Regions from separate parts of the Mus musculus genome. Here region 2 is linked to region 1. Evidence: chromatin contacts called from public Hi-C data. All regions are on one chromosome and are shown on one strand. Each heading gives the region's core, a stretch centred on a gene start, on an enhancer-like site or on the middle of the called end of the contact. The rest is flanking DNA. Distances are from core to core; before and after follow the strand shown.

Region 1 (6,201 bases), core at 2,415-4,914:
GGAGTGAAGATCATCAACTGTCAAAGAATCTCCTAGGACTTTAGTTAGTACCCAATTAGGACTGCTGATGCAGCTAGCCTGTGAACTGAGCAGTGCAGCTTCTCAGACTGTCTAATAGGTGGCATTCTTGGACTACCCAGCCCTTCTTAGTTGTAAGCTATTCTAGTAAAGACACACGCTCACAAACTCACTCACACTCTCTCCCTCTCCCCCCTCTCTCCCTCTCTCTCTCCCTCTCTCTCTCCCTCTCCCTCCCACACACACACACACACACACACACACACACACACACACACACACTTACTCACACACACACACACACACACACACACACACACACACACCCATACACACTTGTTTCTTGATAGATAATGATGTCCTTTCAACACCTGTGTGACCTTGAGTAACACCCAGAGAGATGGCTCTTATCATCTTCATTCTACAGAGAAGAAAAGGAAGTTAAGTGACTGGCACAAGGACATGTCCTGAAACAATTATGTAGGTTCATTTTTCACTCAGGATTTTGAATTCCTTGTCTCCAAGTCTCGCGCCCTCATTGTGTCCCACTGGCTCTTTCCGCATAGATAAAGTGAAGATGATAGTATCAAGCGATGACACTATAAAGCTTCTAATGAATGCTTCCTCTGGCCTGGCCCTGGGTTTTGTATGTGTGACTACAGACGCCTGTGTGTGCATGTGGTGGTCAGAGTATGAGCTCTAGTGTTGGTCTCTCCTGATGGTCACTGTTGTGTTCTCTAGGCTAGCTGGCCTGTGAGCTCCCAGCAATTCTCTTCTGTCTGCCAGGATTGCACTGTGTTTCTGAACCCAGCCTTTATGTGTGCCCTGGAGATCTGAACTCAGTCTGTGAGGCTTGTGAGGCAAGGAATTTTCTCAAGGCGCTATCTCCCCTGACACAGGTTTTATTTGTGTTATCTAATTCTCCCCATAACTCTAATAGATACTACTTATTCTTTCTGCCCTTAGCACCTTGATGAGAACGCTTCCTGCCCCCACCCCCCTGCACAAGATGGTGTATCTGCAGGTTTTGATTTCTTTTCATTTATCCACTAATCAGAGGCTTCAGCTAAACACTGCCTTTGCCAATCAGACAGTTAAAATTTCGCTCAAGAAAGACGATGACACAGGCCTGCCAAGGTAGGAATAAATGTCCAGTCAGGCCTGCTGAGTCCTGGGACCGATCAAATGATTGCATTATAATTAATGTTGGTATTATAATTAATAGTCGTTTTACAGTCGACACTGAGAGACATCTCTACCTCCCTCAACCCCATTCCTTAACCTGGATCACTCATAAAGGGCTGCCAGCTCTTATTCGAATATGGTTAGAAACGATTATAGGTGTAGGAATGCGGGTTAGGTCCCTTTGACCTGCAGAAGTTCATTTTGTCCTCATAGTGGCTTACCGTTATTCCTACCTTACAGATGAGAAAATTCAACTAAGAAGACCGGGGCCAGATTCTCAGCTTAGATCTTCTGAGACCAATTTCAGTACAAGTGCTTCAGCAGGATTCCCAGAGTATCAGCATCTCCCTTCCCCGGGGAACCTTTTCTTTCTGCCAACCTCCTCGTTCCACAGACAATAGAGGACGCGAGGGGGCACCTGGCTCTGTCAGCATCCTCATGGTTCATAGCACCTGGGCAAGTTCAGTCGGGTTTTCTCTAACCACCTCTGCACAAATGCTAGGCAAATGTCCCCAGGTTTCTGGATGGTATGGGCGAAGTGGTTTGTGGACACGAGAACTCCCCGGGCTTTTTGCATGTCTGCTTCTCACTGAAGGCTACTTACAGAGATGCATAAGCATGCTATTGTTTTCAAAACGCACAGACTGCTCCTTCTGCTACGCTCCAGGCTTCTCAGTGTTGGGCACTGCTGAGGTCCTTAAGAAGTGCTTTCTAAGAGATCTTTCCCAGCTTTGACCATCATTGCACTTTCCAGGGTAGAGAAGCAGGGTTGGCTGTGTGCTCCTCCTGTGCCTGTACAGAGTCTAAAGTCCACATGTGGCGGAAAGTCCCTGCTTGGCCTAATGTTCTGCTGTCATTGTCTTGAAAGCCTCAGCCATTTTTAAGAAACCTTCCCCCACCCCATGCCTGTCATGTCATGGCTCCTGTAAAAGCAGCTTCCTATCTCAATGTTATCCAACCCCTAGTCCTATGGATCCCAAAGGCTGACTTGTTCTTTGTATATTGGACAACTAAACAGATCTAAGGAAGTTTAATACTCAGACTTTCTCTCAATGTTCATTCTTTTCATTCTTGGTATCATGATTAGAATGCTTCTCCCTCCATGCACAAAATTATATGAGTATCATTCTTATGCCTTTTTTGTTTATTTTAAATTTTTTTTTCATTTATTCACTAATTAGAGACGTCAAATAAACACTGCCTTTAACAATCAGATAGTTAAGTTTTGGTCAAGGAAGACAATGACACAGGTTTGTCAAGGTAGGGACAAATGTCCAGTCAGGTCTTCTGAGTCCTGAGACCAATCAAATGATGAGATCGCTTGAATTCAGAACAGGGACTAACATACAACACAGGACTACGTGCTGGCTTTAATTTGTGGCCCTGTGCTGTGTTAGGATGTGCCATCCTTACGACCTCTCTCTGGGACATGAGTATGTTGAATTGGAGATGCGTTTGGAGTAAGATTTGGTTGATATATCATCAGCGAATGTAGCATACACAACCTGTAGAAACTTGATATAAAAACATTATTAAGGGACAAAGTCCCTCCGTGCCCTTTTCGAGTTTGGAGTTTAAGGGACAGAGCAGAAAGAGGCAAATCACTAAATAGTATAAATAGCAATACTGTGTGATAGACAGCTCCCCCACAAAGAGGATGTTAGGGCATAAAAAGGCATCCAAGGAGAAGTGTCATTGAGAGAGAGTGGAAGGAGGCCTTTCAGGGACTGGACAGGAGACTGGGTAGTAGAAAGCACAGATTCAAAACGTCTGAGTTTGGAGAAGGTGTGGCTGATTGAGGGACGAACACAGCCAGGGAAGAACTGGGACACTGAAGGTCAAGAGGTGAGCCCTGATCCTGGAGAGGTAGGTCATATTCAAAACAGAAATTAGGATTTTGGTTTTGGTCTTTAGAATCAAAAGTCATTGAAATACTTTTAAGTTTTCTGGGGTTATGATTGGTCCTTTGGAATTAAGGGGGAGGGGAGGGATGGACTGATGGTAAAAGGTAGGGAGAGTGGTCGAGATGGGACTCCTCAGTGCAGGGTGAGCGCTGAGACTTCTGTCTTCACTGGGCATATCTGGGAAGGTTGACCTTACAAAAGAGGCCATGTAGAGAGAGGGGCTAAACCAGGGACCAGGGTATGCATATACATACTTGTGTATGTGTGTGCTTGTGTTTTGGGGTATGTAAGTAGAGGCACACACATTAGTATAGGGCATTGTGTTATGTCTGCGTATTTGCATTCTTAAGCTAAGGGCTTCATGTGTGTGTATGCATGATCTTACATAGTTCTGTATAAGCACATAAGTGTTTGTATGTGTAAGATTTGTGGTGTGTGTGTGTGTGTGTGTGTGTGTGTGTGTGTGACATGTTTGTAGCACCTGTGTGCATGCACAGGAGCGCTGGGCTTGAAGAGCTCCTCCCCCAAAGTCACATATGCCCCTAACTGCCAGCAGGTGGCCCCTGAGCACCGTGTGCTAGGCTCTGGGGACAAGGTCGGCTTTGCTCATCCAGCCTTCTCCTTCCCACAACTCCAAGAATCTTTTCATGGTTTGGCTTCCTCTCTCAAGGCTTCTGTCCTGAGGGATAGTGAGACAGAACGGCCCCGAGAGTGGTAGTGTTGGGCTGTGGGCGGGGCTATTGAGCTCCTGCGGTGCTCCTGGCTCTGTGCCTGTCTCTCAGTTGCACCGGTGTGGTTGGTCAGTAGCCACATAGGCAAGCGCTGATCTGTACTGAGCTAAGGAGGGTTGTGGGCAAAGAATCGGCACCACAGAATGGACTGAAGAAAGCGCCAGGCATGTCTGTTCACCCTTGCTTAAAAGTGGCACCAGGACCAAGCAAGAGAGGAAGATGGAGTTTTTCTGCTTGGAAGGCGGAGAACTAACACACACCTCTCATAAAAAGAGCATCCCAAGTGTCCACAGGCAGCTAGCTAGTCTCTATCAGGTCATGATTACTGGGTCTTTGAACAGTTGGGCTTGAGAAGGGAAGTTGGACCCACCAAGCTGCTTGTGAGGTCTATGAGAATACTAAGAGGCTCCATTAGCACATGCTGCTCGAATTGTCTATCACCGAGGTTAATCCTCACGTGTGGCTGTGAGCAGAGAGGGTCTTTATAATCCATCCATCCTGATCTTTAGTGCTCCATCCAGGGGCTGAGTCAGGATGGGTGCTTGTTGATGACCTGGTGAGCATCTCAGAGTAGTAGTACCTAGAGGAGGTTGAATGGGATGCATGGAGCTTGCAGCCAAGTTTTGGACTAAATATATGCTGGTTGGAGTTAGAAGGAGTCTAAAGGAAGCGAGAACTCTAAGAATGGTAGGAAGTAGACCCTTGGAGGCTGCACCAGAAAAACCAGATTCAGTGGGCAATCCTGTGGTTCTTCTATCAATTACCTGCCAAACCTTGGGACCTCTGGATATAGCTCAGGGCAGTGCATGGAGGGGAATGGGAAGAAGTTGTTGTCTGTTGGGCTGGGGATATTACTCCTTCGCTAGAGTGATTGCTTAGCATGCTTGGAGCCTTGGGTTTGCTTGCCAGCTCTGCATAAACCAGGTGTGGTGGCTCACTTATAGTGAGGAGGAAGGTTAGACGTTCAAGTTTATTCTTTTACATAGTGAATTTGAGGCTAGCTGAGACCCTGCCTCAAAAGACCTACAACAAATAAAATAATATAAAATAAAATAAAATAAAATTAAAAGGAAGGATATTGGATGAAATTCTGGACCTGAGCTCTAATTAATTGTAGAAGTTCTTTTCTTTGAAGATAAATTTGAGTCCATTTTTATCTGTTTACCATCTGTGCCTGCTTGTGGTGAATACTTGATATCTCTCTCTCTCTCTCTCTCTCTCTCTCTCTCTCTCTCTCTCTCTCTTTCTGTGTGTGTGTGTGTGTGTGCGCGCGCGCGCACACGCGCGTGCGCACATGCAGATTTTTATGCACAAGGCTCTGTGTGCATGTAAAGGTTGAAGGTTGATGTCAGGAATTATTACAATTGCTCTTTCACCTTCTTCTATGAGGCAGGGTCTCTCAATCAAACCAAGAACCCCACGGGATGTCTATCATCTTACTCCTTACTCCATGGGGGGAGGGTCCCCAGTGTCCTCTTCTTTAGGCTGGAATTATAAGTGGGTCATCAAGCCCACTTGGCATTGGCAGAATCCACATGGATTCTGGAGAGCCAAACACCAGTCCTCAGACTTATACAGTAAGCAACCATTGAGCGGTCTATCTCTCTTGTACCTGTTCATTGTTCATTGTTAACTAAGAATATTTATTTATTAAAATCCATTGTCTCAAACGTTACTGTCCTATGAAGATTACTATCCGAGGTTCCTGCTTCCTCAGTGGTATGTTAGGGAAACAAGTAAATATATAAATGGACAAGATAGGTTTGGATGTAGACAGAGAGGAGCACGGCAGAGCTGAAACCTAGCAGGGCTCAGGGAGGAGGAAGAGGAGGAGGAGGAGGAGGAGCAGGAGGAGGAGGAGGAGCAGGAGGAGCAGGAGGAGGAGGAGCAGGAGGAGCAGGAGGAGGAGGAGGAGGAGCAGGAGGAGGAGGAGCAGGAGGAGGAGGAGCAGGAGAAGGAGGAGGAGGAGGAGCAGGAGGAGGAGGAGGAGCAGGAGGAGGAGGAGGAGGAGCAGGAGGAGGAGGAGGAGCAGGAGGAGCAGGAGGAGCAGGAGGAGGAGGAGCAGGAGCAGGAGCAGGAGGAGGAGGAGGAGGAGCAGGAGGAGCAGGAGGAGCAGGAGGAGCAGGAGGAGCAGGAGGAGGAAGAGGAGCAGGAGGAGCAGCAGGAGGAGAAGGAGCAGGAGCAGGAGGAGGAGCAGAAGCAGGAGGAGGAGCAGGAGGAGGAAGAGGAGCAGGAGGAGCAGCAGGAGGAGAAGGAGCAGGAGCAGGAGGAGGAGCAGAAGCAGGAGGAGGAGCAGGAGGAGCAGGAGGAGGAGGAGGAGGAGCAGGAGGAGGAGGAGCTGGAGGTCTTTGGGTTGGAGACCT
Region 2 (6,201 bases), core at 2,418-4,917, 1.1 Mb after region 1:
GGTTGAACTGGACAGGGAGGAGGAGGCAACGGACCCCATCATGGAGGTGCCCACTGCCTTTTCAGCCCAACAGATCTGGGCCAGAGACGCTAGTGAGGCCCAGAAGGAGCCCAACTACAGAAGTATCACTCATGATTACACTGCCACCAATGGGGCGGAGATCGAGCTCACGCTTTCTGAAGACGAAGAGGATTACTACGGCTCTTCAGCAAGCATGAAAGATCAAGTGTCCAATGCGGCTCTGCTGAACACCCAGCCCGCTATCTATGGGACGGAACCCAGTAATGAAAATACCGATTTTGGGGACTCTGGAAGGCTTTACTATTGTAAACACTGTGACTTTAATAATAAATCTGCCCGGAGTGTTAGCACCCACTACCAGCGAATGCACCCATACATTAAGTTCAGCTTTAGGTATATCTTGGACCCCAATGATCACAGCGCAGTGTACAGGTGCCTGGAATGCTATATTGACTACACCAACTTTGAAGACCTCCAACAGCATTATGGTGAACACCACCCAGAGGCCATGAATGTACTCAACTTTGACCATTCGGACCTGATCTACCGATGTCGGTTTTGTTCTTACACTAGCCCGAATGTCAGAAGCCTGATGCCGCATTACCAAAGAATGCATCCCACGGTGAAAATCAACAATGCTATGATCTTTTCAAGCTACGTTGTAGAGCAGCAGGAAGGGCTGAATGCTGAGTCCCAGACCCTGCGGGAGATTTTGAATTCAGCTCCCAAGAGCATGGCGACGTCCACGCCTGTGGCTCGCGGTGGTGGCTTGCCAGCTACGTTTAACAAAAACACTCCTCCCAAGACCTTTACTCCAGAATGTGAAAGCCAGAAGGACCCTTCAGTGAACACCGTTGTCGTTTACGATTGTGACGTTTGCTCGTTTGCGAGCCCCAACATGCACTCTGTCTTGGTTCACTATCAGAAGAAACACCCTGAAGAAAAGGCCTCGTACTTTAGGATCCAGAAAACCATGCGCATGGTGTCTGTGGACAGAGGCTCTGCCCTTTCCCAATTATCATTTGAGGTGGGTGCTCCAATGTCTCCCAAAATGTCCAACATGGGTTCCCCACCCCCCCCACAGCCCCCGCCACCAGACCTCAGTATTGAGCTTTACTACTGCAAACACTGCTCCTACAGCAATCGGTCAGTTGTGGGGGTGCTTGTTCACTACCAGAAAAGACACCCAGAAATAAAGGTCACTGCCAAATATATCAGACAGGCTCCTCCCACAGCTGCAATGATGAGAGGGGCTGAAGGGCTCCAAGATTCCCCTCGGCCTCCTGCTCCCTTGCAGCTGAACAGTTCTGAGAGAGATTGCCCTCCTGTGGAGACTGAGATGTTTTTTTGCCAGCACTGTGATTATGGGAACCGGACGGTCAAAGGCGTCCTCATTCATTATCAGAAGAAGCACCGGGACTTCAAGGCCAATGCCGATGTGATCAGGCAGCACACAGCCACCATCCGAAGCCTCTGTGACCGGAACCAGAAGCCTGCCAGCTGTGTGCTTCTCCCTGCTTCCGGTATGGAGCGGGACAAAACGAAACTTCGAGCGCTCAAATGTAGGCAGTGCTCGTATACCTCCCCCTATTTCTATGCACTGAGGAAGCATATCAAGAAAGACCACCCTGCCCTGAAGGCCACAGTCACGTCCATCATGCGGTGGGCATTTCTAGATGGCTTGATAGAAGCTGGCTACCACTGCGAGTGGTGTATCTACTCCCACATGGAGCCCAGTGGTTTGCTCCTGCATTATCAGAGGAGACACCCTGAGCATTATGTAGATTATACTTATATGGCTACCAAACTCTGGGCTGGGCCAGACCCATCCTCTCCCACTCTTACCATGTCAGCTGAAGCCAAAACATACAGATGCAGGGACTGCGTTTTTGAAGCCGTCTCCATCTGGGACATCACAAACCATTACCAAGCGTTCCACCCCTGGGCCATGAATGGTGATGAGTCTGTGTTGCTGGATATCATCAAGGAGAAAGACGGTGTAGACAAGGCCCTCCTGGCACCTGAAGAGTTGATAGGCCCTGTGAATTGTGAAAATAGTATACCCAACCCCCTTCCCGAGCAGGAAGCTGAGTGCCCAGAGGATGCAAGACTTTCCCCAGAGAAAAGCATTCATCTGGCTTCAGCTAACCCTGCTATATCTTCCACCCCATACCAGTGTACAGTGTGCCAGTCCGAGTACAACAACTTGCACGGCCTCCTCACCCATTACGGGAAGAAGCATCCTGGTATGAAAGTGAAGGCTGCTGATTTTGCCCAGGATATTGACATCAACCCAGGTGCCGTCTACAAATGCAGGCATTGTCCGTACATCAACACTCGCATCCATGGCGTCCTGACCCACTATCAGAAGCGACACCCGGCCATCAAGGTGACCGCTGAGGACTTTGTGCATGATGTGGAGCAGTCTGCTGACATATCCCAGAATGACGTGGAGGAGACAAGTAGGATTTTTAAACAAGGGTATGGTGCCTACCGGTGCAAGCTGTGTCCTTACACACACGGCACTCTGGAGAAACTCAAAATCCACTATGAGAAGTACCACAACCAGCCTGAGTTTGATGTCTTTTCCCCGCCTCCTCCGAAGCTGCCAGTGTCCCTTGAACCTGAGATAACCACTGAAGTGAGCCCCTCCCAGGTCTCCGTGACGGAGGAGGAGGTGGGAGAGGATCCTATGTCCACTGCTCACTTCTCTACCTCGCATCTGGTCTCCCACACTGTGTTCCGGTGCCAGCTCTGCAAGTACTTCTGTTCCACTAGGAAGGGCATTGCCAGGCACTACCGGATCAAGCACAATAATGTCCGTGCCCAGCCCGAGGGCAAAAACAATCTCTTCAAGTGTGCCCTGTGTGCCTACACCAACCCCATCCGCAAGGGACTGGCAGCCCACTACCAGAAGCGCCACGACATTGATGCATATTACACCCACTGCCTTGCGGCCTCCAGGACCATCAGTGACAAGCCCAACAAGGTGATCATCCCATCCCCACCCAAAGATGACTCTCCTCAGCTGAGCGAGGAACTCCGGCGGGCTGTGGAGAAGAAAAAGTGCTCCTTATGTTCCTTCCAGTCCTTCAGCAAGAAAGGCATTGTGTCCCATTATATGAAGCGCCACCCGGGGGTGTTCCCAAAGAAGCAGCATGCCAGCAAGTTGGGGGGCTACTTCACAGCGGTCTACGCAGATGAACACGAGAAACCCCCACTGATGGAAGAAGAGGAGAGAAGCAGCTTTGAGAGGGCCGAGGTGGAAGGCGAAGCTCAAGACATCGAGTGGCTCCCGTTCCGCTGCATCAAATGCTTCAAGCTGTCCTTCAGCACGGCGGAGTTGCTGTGCATGCATTACACAGACCACCACAGCAGGGACTTAAAGAGGGACTTCGTCATCCTAGGCAGCGGCCCCCGCTTCCAGAACTCCACCTTCCAGTGTAAGCACTGTGATAGCAAATTGCAAAGCATAGCCGAGCTGACCTCACACTTGAACATCCACAATGAGGAATTCCAGAAGCGTGCCAAACGCCAGGAGAGGAGGAAACAGCTTTTGAGCAAGCAGAAATATGCAGATGGTGCTTTTGCAGATTTCAAACAAGAGAGGGTAAGGATATGTTTTGATTTCCCTTCCCCCAGGAGGCCTCTCATCACTGGTGCCCACATGTACTTCGTTGCCAGCCAAACTGCTGCAGGCTTCCTATTGACTTAGCTTGCCAGAGAGCTCAATAAGTCAGTTAAACATTTCGAGCTTGATCATTCCCCATTCTATGCTCACCCCACTCCACGGTCCTGTCCTCCTCCCCTTCTCCCTCTGACTCCTCCGATGGCTCCCGGGGGAGGGTTGGGGTGGTTTCGATGTGTGTCTTCCTGCCAAGTAGTGTTTTCTGAAGCCTCGTTTTAAAAAAAAAAAAAAAAAAAAGACAGTGGTTGCTCTTCCTAAGGCAGTTGTGGGCTACCTCTTGTTACCCTTAGCCCTTCTCAGCCATGACATGGTCTCCGGTGTTTGCTTCGGGAACCTAACATCTCAAGGAATTCTCTCTCTCTCTCTCTCTCTCTCTCTCTCTCTCTCTCTCTCTCTCTCTCTCTCTCTCTCTCTCCTCTCTCCTCTCTCTCTCTTTCTTCTTAAATCAAGAGGTTCATTAAAGGAATAGCTGTTGCAACATGCCACCTGCGCAATCAAAACTGGTCTGAAAGCCAGATAACTTAGAGACCGCGAATCTCTACTAAATCTCTTCTCACCAGCTGGAACCTAAGTGGGTTCCAGAGACGGCGACTAGTAGGCAATGTGCCATGACTGATGAAGTCTATATATATATAATGAAACACTTTAACCTGCTGATCCTCTTTAAAATACAGTATCCAGTAATCTGTAAGAGTAAAATGCCTGCCTTTGAGGGAGGGCGTGCTGTACTGATGGCTACCACTGTATTTTACCAGCCTTTTGGTCACTTAGAAGAGGTGCCAAAGATCAAGGAGAGGAAAGTGGTGGGCTACAAGTGTAAATTCTGCGTGGAAGTGCATCCAACGCTTCGGGCCATCTGTAACCACCTCCGGAAACATGTCCAGTATGGTAGCGTCCCGGCTGTGTCGGCTGCTGTGAAGGTGAGAAGGGGAAGGTCCAGGCACCTGGTGTGTGTGTGTGTGTGTGTGTGTGTGTGTGTGTGTGTGTGTGTGTACGTGCACGTGCGTGTGCCTGTGCACTTGCAAATATCTGAGTTATTTATTAACCCATTGCCTGGCAGAGTGTGGCTTGGGATGCCGGCATTCTTGAGTTATGCTTGGCTTGCTTTGGCTTGTTCTGATTTCTTTGCAGGTTGGACCTTCCACATCATTCCATTTAGGGAAAGGTTTGATCTAGTTTCTGATTCTGAGGGACAGTCTGGTGGAGAAAGATGACCCCACATTCTCATCTAAGAGGCTTGGGGTCACATGATTTCATGCTGGTTGTCTCTAGGTCATTCTGAGCTGTCAGAGCTCATGGGAGGAATGAAGTGGACTATGTTCCCATCATCCAGGTCTCCTCCTGCCTCACTCCTACTGTCATGTGCCTGAGCGTGGGACAGTCCAGGAGAACCTGCATTTTGCTTCTTTCTAGGTTCACTGAGTTATGCAAGGGGCATTGATCAGATAGAAAGCTAAGAGCCTGCCTTTAAGACCTGGTTTGCTTGCTGTACGTCTCTTTCCATGTGATGCTGCCAGCATCTTCCTTCTTTCCCCTCACCTTTGCTAGGCTACCTGTTTTAGATTCCACAGTACAAATAGCAGCTACTGTTTCAATAGCCAACTCCCCATTCCTACCTTCTAGAATGTACTTACCACTTCTGAACACAGAAATTAATTCAGACTTCTGCCCTTTCCATCTGGATATTGGAATATATTTTTATGTTTGCTCTTTCTTGACCTTTGTCTCCTGTTTACTCTGAAGGTAAAGCTTATCTTTTCTTGAACACTGAACCCTTGGCTTTGAGAACACTGTTAACCCAGGGACAGAAGCGAAAGCTTCCACACTTGACTGTAGTCAGTCCCAGGCTTGCTTCCGAGACTCACACAAGAGGAAAATCAGTATTCCAGGAAGCTGCTTCAACAACTGATAGCTTAAAAGTCAAACTGCTCCTTACTTTTTGGAATTAACCACATAGTAACATTCATTTGAAGGTGGCATTTCTGTCTGGAAGCAGGGAACGATTGAGTTTTCTTGTCAAATGGCCCAAGGTTTTTAGACAGCCAGTATCTTAATTGCTGTTCTATTGTTGTGAAGAGACACTATGACCAAGGCAATACCATGATGAAGAAAACATTCAGTTGGGGGCTTGGTTACAGTGTCAGGGGGTTACTCCATCATCACCAGGGTGGGTATGGGGAGTGTGCTGAAATACTGGGCATAGTACAGGAGAAGTAGCTGAGAGCTTTATATCCTGATTCATAGGCACAGGCAGAGAAAGAGAGAGACCTTGGACCTGACATGGGCTTTTGAAACACCAAAGTCCATCCCTAGAGACACACATTCTCTAACACGGACACACCTCCTAATCCTTCCCAAACGGTCCTTGGTCCCAAACAGAGACCAAGCATACAAGTATATGAACCTATGGAGGCCATTCAAACCACCACAGCTGTACTATGCTTTTTGTTGTTTTCTTCCTTTCTCATCCCTCCCCAACCCTCCCTTCCTCT

The links. A called contact is a pair of places that touch in the nucleus more often than the background predicts.
Region 2: a contact with region 1 is called in a Hi-C map of cerebral cortex, with 6 times the contacts expected there. The contact joins two enhancer-like sites. A contact is called at or near these places in 4 of 484 Hi-C or Micro-C datasets (Sertoli cells, cerebellum, cerebral cortex and 1 more) and 3 of 115 datasets of contacts at active chromatin or transcription factors (cardiomyocytes, extraembryonic endoderm stem cells and neural progenitor cells).

What each region holds. Positions count from the first base shown.
Region 1 is chr4:53,927,922-53,934,122 of GRCm38.p6, forward strand. No RefSeq gene overlaps it. Among named protein-coding and RNA genes, the nearest start is that of Gm33840, 20 kb to the right of the region's middle. Within about 2 kb of position 3,665, at least 34 of the 459 cell types and tissues checked have an H3K27ac peak or open chromatin away from gene starts, as enhancers often do. A contact at or near this core is called in cerebral cortex, where this site is marked.
Region 2 is chr4:55,010,219-55,016,419 of GRCm38.p6, forward strand. Zfp462 (zinc finger protein 462) reads left to right here. Exons shown (of 13, transcript NM_172867.3): 3 at 1-3,631; 4 at 4,465-4,629. Among named protein-coding and RNA genes, the nearest start is that of Gm42289, 56 kb to the right of the region's middle. Within about 2 kb of position 3,668, at least 22 of the 459 cell types and tissues checked have an H3K27ac peak or open chromatin away from gene starts, as enhancers often do. A contact at or near this core is called in cerebral cortex, where this site is marked.